Linked DNA regions of Ovis aries: region 2 is linked to region 1. Evidence: chromatin contacts called from public Hi-C data. All regions are on one chromosome and are shown on one strand. Each heading gives the region's core, a stretch centred on a gene start, on an enhancer-like site or on the middle of the called end of the contact. The rest is flanking DNA. Distances are from core to core; before and after follow the strand shown.

Evidence for each region. Hi-C and Micro-C count contacts between places; a contact is called where the count stands out from the background.
Region 2: a Hi-C map of muscle shows a contact between it and region 1, with 3 times the contacts expected there. The contact joins two enhancer-like sites. A contact is called at or near these places in 4 of 16 Hi-C or Micro-C datasets (mixed tissues, muscle, skin fibroblasts and 1 more).

The regions. Positions count from the first base shown.
Region 1 is chr19:56,477,379-56,480,677 of ARS-UI_Ramb_v3.0, reverse strand. It overlaps RAF1 (Raf-1 proto-oncogene, serine/threonine kinase), which reads right to left. Exons shown (of 19, transcript XM_060402677.1): 13 at 1,302-1,386; 14 at 506-682. Among named protein-coding and RNA genes, the nearest start is that of MKRN2, 45 kb to the left of the region's middle. Within about 2 kb of position 1,912, at least 8 of the 54 cell types and tissues checked have an H3K27ac peak or open chromatin away from gene starts, as enhancers often do. A contact at or near this core is called in muscle, where this site is marked.
Region 2 is chr19:56,393,909-56,397,074 of ARS-UI_Ramb_v3.0, reverse strand. LOC132658191 (a long non-coding RNA gene) reads right to left here. Exons shown (of 2, transcript XR_009597461.1): 2 at 1-3,166. Among named protein-coding and RNA genes, the nearest start is that of RAF1, 16 kb to the left of the region's middle. Within about 2 kb of position 1,539, at least 18 of the 54 cell types and tissues checked have an H3K27ac peak or open chromatin away from gene starts, as enhancers often do. A contact at or near this core is called in muscle, where this site is marked.

The DNA of each region.
Region 1 (3,299 bases), core at 663-3,162:
AAACCACTTGCAAGCACAACTTCAGCTCAGTTGAGTCGCTCAGTCATGTCCAACTCTTTGCAACCCCATGAATCGCAGCATGCCAGGCCTCCCTTTCAATCTCCATCTCCCGGAGTTCACTCAAATTCATGTCCATCAAGTCGGTGATGTAAATTATCAGAAAAGTGACATCTGATAAACCCTCAGGTGGATAAACCACACTGGACAGCTACACCTCAGAGGCGTGGCGCCCCCCAGAAGCTGCCGGCCCACTCTGTGTTCTGGGGTGTCTGGCTGAACTCTGAGGGCAGCAGCTGGAACCTGAATCTGAGCTCTAAGCAGGTAGATAGCTCAGGCAAGAAACCTGACATTCTCATTCTTTCAGTCCACCCCACAGGTTCACTTCCAGCTGTGCAAAAATATCACAGAATCCACTTAACAGACTGAGCTTTCCCTAATCTTGGTTTTGATTTAGGGACAAGGTGCATGGACCCCAGACCTCCTACTCGTCAAGCCATCCACTCACTCCATTCCCTGAGCCGTCTGCCGGGCAATGTCGATCAGCTGGAACATCTGGAACTTGGTCTCCTGGACATGCAGGTGCTTGTAGAGGCTGCTGCCCTCGCACCACTGCGTCACGATCGCCAGGTTGTCCTTCGTCATGTACCCCATGAAGAGCAGGATGTTCACGTGCCGGGTTTTGCTGGAGGAGGGGGAACAAAAGGCTCTGTGCTTCTGCAGACAGGGAGGTGCATCCTGCCCCCGAGCGCAGCTGGTGTGCTACCGACACCTCCGCACTTACAACCCCGGGGCTTGCAAAGCAAGCATGGCAGACTGCGCCCACACAGCCGCTGCTCTGGGCTAGCAGGGCGGCCACCCGGGTGCCGGCCTGGACGGCAGAGAAGGCGTCCCCTCCCAGCAGCACAGACCCAACAAGCACAGGGGTCACCCATCCACTCAGCCTAGTCCTGAGTTTAATCAGGGACTCCACAAAGACTGAAAAGCTGATGGTTTTGAAGTCCAAATTAAGGCCATTTGGCTATAAAGAGTTCTTGGAAATAAATATGAAAATAGAACCTATTTCTCCCTATGTCAAACCAAAACCCAGCAACAGAACCTGAGCTGTTGAGGTGGTGAGCCCAGAGGCTGAGGCGGTGGGAGGGCGGTGCCATCAAGCAGCTCTTCTCAAGGCCTAACGAGCACAGGAGCTGGAAGAAGGTTCCACTCCTTTCCACTCGAAAGGGAGCTCCACAGGAGCACGCCCCCAGAGGCAGGGCCCGCCCGCCCCTCCACAGCTCCACAGAGGCCCACTCTACACTCACCGGAGGACAGCCACCTCGTTCCTGAAGGCCTGGAACTGCTCTGGAGTGGGGTCAACAACCTTCAGAATCTTTACTGCAACATCTCCTGCAAATGAGTTTACAGTCAGTACAGCTGAATGATCTTAACTTCATTTTTCACGTACACTCGTCTGAGGAAGAGATAGTAAATCCCTTATTCAAAAATCACAGACCTACACAGGACAAATACTATGCCAATTTCTGAATTATTCAAGTGGCTGAAAAAAAAACAGGTTATACTACTATCCTTAAAACTCCACCCTAAGGCCCTGAACCGGCTCGGTTTCAGCTGTTCCTGTCAAGCCTGGCATCCCCGGTGGTGAGGTGACCGTCACAAGCTGGGCCCATAAGGATGAGAGCAGCAGGGTGTGAACCGCCCAGCAGATGCTGAGTCTCCGAGGCCAGAGGCTGGTGCCCAGAAGCGGGCCAGTGACGGCCCAGATGCTCCTTGCACAGATTCAAAGATCTGCATTGTAATGAAGCTCCTCTGCCTTCAATCCCATTAGAAACCAATCCTCTCAACGACCCCTGACCACTCACTAAGCCTGCACGCTGCCTCCACGGGGCGGCACTGCTCCAATCCTCAGCTGCCTTCTCCCTCTAGCACTGCTGACCTCACCCTATAAGCAATGCAGGGGCTAGGCCAGTTGGCCACGGTAGCACTGCCCAAAAAGCCAGAGCCAGACTAGAACCCCAGTCCAACAGCTGTACTTGTAACTAACATACTGTCAATCACTCTTCATGTAACTTCAGAAACACCCACAGAGCAACTCTATTTTATAGGTAAGGCTGATTTAGAAGCCACTTTCAGTAACAGTGCTGATGACAAACTGCCTGAAGCCCTACAGGGACGTCAGCTTTCAGGAAAAGCGATCAGACAGAGGATTCCAGCTCAGCGGCACCCCAGAGGTGACCGAGTTCCCCCGCATCCTGAGCCTGTGCCCGCAGCACCCTGGCACCTCTACTGGGGCACTCATTTCACTTTGGGGGGCACCAAATGGTAGAGAGATGGTTCTCATGACGGACTGCTGCCCTGCGATCTCTGCATCATGTGAAAATAAAATCACCTAACAGCAGCTTCCACACTGGTTCTTAACCAATTTCCTGCCACATGAATTTGCGGAGGGCCCAGGCTGCCTGTGGACGGCAGAGACGCACTGTGTTCAGAGCTGCCTTCTACCTGGGCAGATGGAGCTGGTGAACCGTGCAGCCCCGACCCCAAGTTCTGATGACGGACAAACGGACAAGAGCCTTCTGGGTAACTGTCCATTCTGGAGCATCTGAGCCAAGACAGAACGCAGGTGAGGGCGCTGACCCAGAGAGGAGCGAGTATGCCAGCAGAGAGGGTGGCGGTCTTCAGGGTGGCGGTCTTCGGAGGGAGATGGGAGGTCAGCCAAGGCAAGAGGCAGTTCTGGACGAGGAACACCAGGAGCAGTGAGGTGATGGGGAGGAGAGAGAGAGAGGCCAGGGAAACGCTAGCGTGTGCTGCGACGCCTGCAGGCCAGGAGGGGGCTGGGGGAGCCTGAAGCAGGCCCAGCTCGGCGCAGGCAGAGCTGACGGAGGGCTGTAAGGGACAGAGGCCAGAACCCCGTGAAAGTGAACTGGCTCAATGCGGCAGTCAGCCGAGAGGCAGGGCAGGGGCCAGGGTGGGCCGGGGCCAGGGTGGGCCGGGGCGGGACGCAAAGGGCCAGGCTTGGGAGGATGCGGGAGGGAGCCGGGCGAGGCTGGCCGCCCCTCGGGGGAACCACTCCCCACGCTGAGCCTGGTCGGCACGCCCTGCACGCCCTGCCCCCTCACGGCTCTCCTCCGGGCACACGCAGTCCCGGGTACACGGGCACATGCAGTCCCACTGTGGACTGATCAGCATGGCAACCGCAGAGAGGGCAGCAGCAGCCACACAGCTGCCCCAGCAACGCCCCCTGACCTGAGCTCAGCTGGCACCCTCCCCCTCTAGCCTCTACTTTCTGCAGCTGGGAACAA
Region 2 (3,166 bases), core at 290-2,789, 83 kb after region 1:
CCATATATTATTACCACCACAGGGTGACCCTAACATTTGGAAGAAAATTTTTTTGTGTGTAATCAACAAACCACTGATTCTTAAAAACTCTGTGCTTCCAGATTTGGCGGCCACTGCACATGTGCTGCTGCTGCTGCTAAGTCGTGTCTGACTCTGTGCAACCCCATGGACGGCAGCCCACCAGGCTCCTCTGTTCTTGGGATTCTCCAGGCAAGGACACTGAAGTGGGTTGCCATTTCCTTCTCCAATGCATGAAGTGAAAAGTGAAAGTGAAGTTGCTCAGTGTGCCCAACTCTTAGTGACCCCGTGGACTGCAGCCTACCAGGCTCCTCTGCTAGATGTTTTTAAATACCGTACCTTCTTAAATCTTTCCCGTTGGTCCTGTAAGCTTTGCTTTGAAAGTGAAAGTCATTCGGTCAAGTCCGACTCTTTGTGACCTCATGGACTTAGTCCATGGAATTCTCCAGGCCAGAATGCTGGAGTGGGTAAGCCTTTTCCCTTCTCCGGGGGACCTTCCCAACCCAGGGATCAAACCCGGGACTCCCACATTGCAGGCGGATTTTTTTACCAGCTGAGCCACAAAGGAAACCCACGAATACTGGAGTGGGTAGCCTATCCCTTCGCCAGGGGATCTTCCCTACCCAGGAATCGAACCGGGGTCTCCTGCATTGCAGGTGGATTCTTTACCAACTGAGCTATGAGGGAAGCCCTAGGTTTGCTTTTAGAAGCTCCATTTCACCAAAAAGAAAACAAAGAATCAGAGAGGTTAAGTTACCTCTCCAAGATCACACAGCTTGAAAGGGCCAGGGTCAAGACTCCAGTCTCCTCGGCTTGGGCTATTTCTACTCCATCTCAGGCCGGCACCTCCGGAGTGTCTTTCTCAGTCCCCAGAGGCACCCTGTGACCCACTGAGAGTGGAAAATTTCAGCCCTGTTCCAGAGGGCAGGCTCCTCCCTGGCCCCGACGCTGCCGCCTACCCCGCTGATTTATAGAGAAGGTGGGGAGCATTCCCCATATTCCAATCCCACCCTGACCCGGGATTCCTAAAGTGGAGAGACAGGCAGACTGTGGGCTCCGCCCCCTGAGAACTCACAGCGGGGGTGGCGGGCCGGGCGGGGCGGAGCAGGTGTGGGAAGAGCGCAGAGCCTCAGAGCGAGAGGCCTGCCTCGCGTTTACAGTCCCGGGGTAAACAGCGGCCCGCAATTCCCTCCAACGCTGCTGCTCGGGTCCGCGCCCCAGAGTCTCTTGGACGCCTCCATCCAGGCTTGTTCTACCGGACGATCAACGCGTGCGGAGTGTGCAGCGCGACCTGTTTCTAAATAGATCTCATTTGGGCCGGGCCTTTGAAAGCCAGCCAAAGGCCCCAACCTAAAATAGTCAGCCTACTGCCCTGTTATTTTCACGGCTTAAAAAAAAAAAAAAAAAAAAAATCCTTCCAAAGCAAAGCAAGTATTTTTCTCTCAGGCCGGCTTAGAATAGCAACACCTATTTACTCGGAGGGAGGAGACTGCTGGGCGAGTTTCAGCGCCCGGGTGATTATCCAGACCGGGGGACCCAGTACAGTCGGCCCTCGAGAGAGGGTTCCCCATCAAGGGCGGGGTCCTAGGTCTTTACCCCAAGGACTCCTCCAGCCCCTGCCCCACCCCAGTACCCAATCCATATCCTGTCCCCCGACCTCCAACACACACTTCACTTTCTAAGCTGCTCCTGGTCCTCCAGGTCATGACGGCAGGCCGGGCTTTCATGCTGGGTGTCTCCCTTCAGCCTTCAGACCATCTGCAACCTTCACTCTTTGCTTCTCTCCGTGGCCAGAGAATGAATTTTCCGTGGCCCTGTGGCTCCCAACCGGAAGAGCTCCCATCAGCCATGAATCATAATCACAACTAGATTTTTGGGAGTGCTCACTGGCTGTCAGAAACCATGCTAAGCATTTCTCCTCTGTTATCTCAATTAAGTTTTTAAGCCTGCTGTTCTAGGAGGTTCTCATTTTGCAGAAAACTGAAGTGCCCAGGGTCACACAGGCAGAGGACAAAGGCTGGCAGATCTGAACCCACCCGAATGGCTCCCTGTGTGAGTTCTAGATCATTCTCTCATCATTGTAGCTTTTCAGTACATACAGATGATAATACCCCATCTTGTATTACACATACTTGTGACCATCTGCTAACATGACCCCCAAATGCTACTACTTCTAGGGAGGGGCTGGGAGTGAAAGTTTGAGACATTTTTTTTTTTTACTTGTTTCTTTACATGTTCCCGTTTGTGTTTTTTTATGAGCATGTATTTTTATTATCATCAGAAAAACAAACAATAGTTTGAGAAAAATAAGGAGGAGCAAGGGCTCAGTGTCTCTGGCAGAGGTGGCGCGTATCGAGGCTGACAGCACACCACTCAGGAGCCGGAGCCCCAGCACTGCCACTTCCCAGCTGTGTGACCTTGGGTAGCTCCCCTAGCATCTCTGTGTGTTTCCTCACTTACGGAATTGGAGGCTAATAATAGCATCTATCTCATAGGCTGGGCAGGAGGATGAACTCATTAAAAGTGCTTGAGGCAGCATCGGGAACACTGTAACAAGCCTGCCAGTAGCCAACACCTCAGAGCGCAGAGGAAATAAAAAGGGATGCAAAAGCAAAGCCCCCAGGGCCCCAGCAAGTGTGAGAGGTCAGCAGCTATCAGGACTCCAAGGGGTAAGGCTTGTGGCAATCAGCAAAGTACGCAACTGTGGCAGGAAGGGGCTGCAGAGGGCTGCTTTCCTTGGCTGTGCTGGGCCTGAGTTGCTACGCACTTTCTCCAGATGTAGTACATGCAGTTCTCTTGCGGGGGCTGCTCTTGTTGCAGAGGACAGGCTCTAGGGCGCGAGCGCTTCAGTAGTTCCGGTATGTGGGCTTAGTTGCTCCTTGGCATTTGGGATCTTCTGAGACCAGGGATTCAACCCTTGCCCCCTGCATGGACAGGCGGATTCCTAACCACTGGACCACCAGGGAAGTCCAGGCTGCAGTGTTTTAAGATCCAAAGCATTTTCTGAAAGAGTTGTGACTCCAGGATTTTATTGCAAGTCTCTTAAAGTTTAGTGTTGGCTCATGAAACGGATGCTGAAACTGAAGCTCCAATACTTTGGCCACTTGATGCAAAAGAGCCAACTCATTGGAAGAGACCCTGGTGCTGG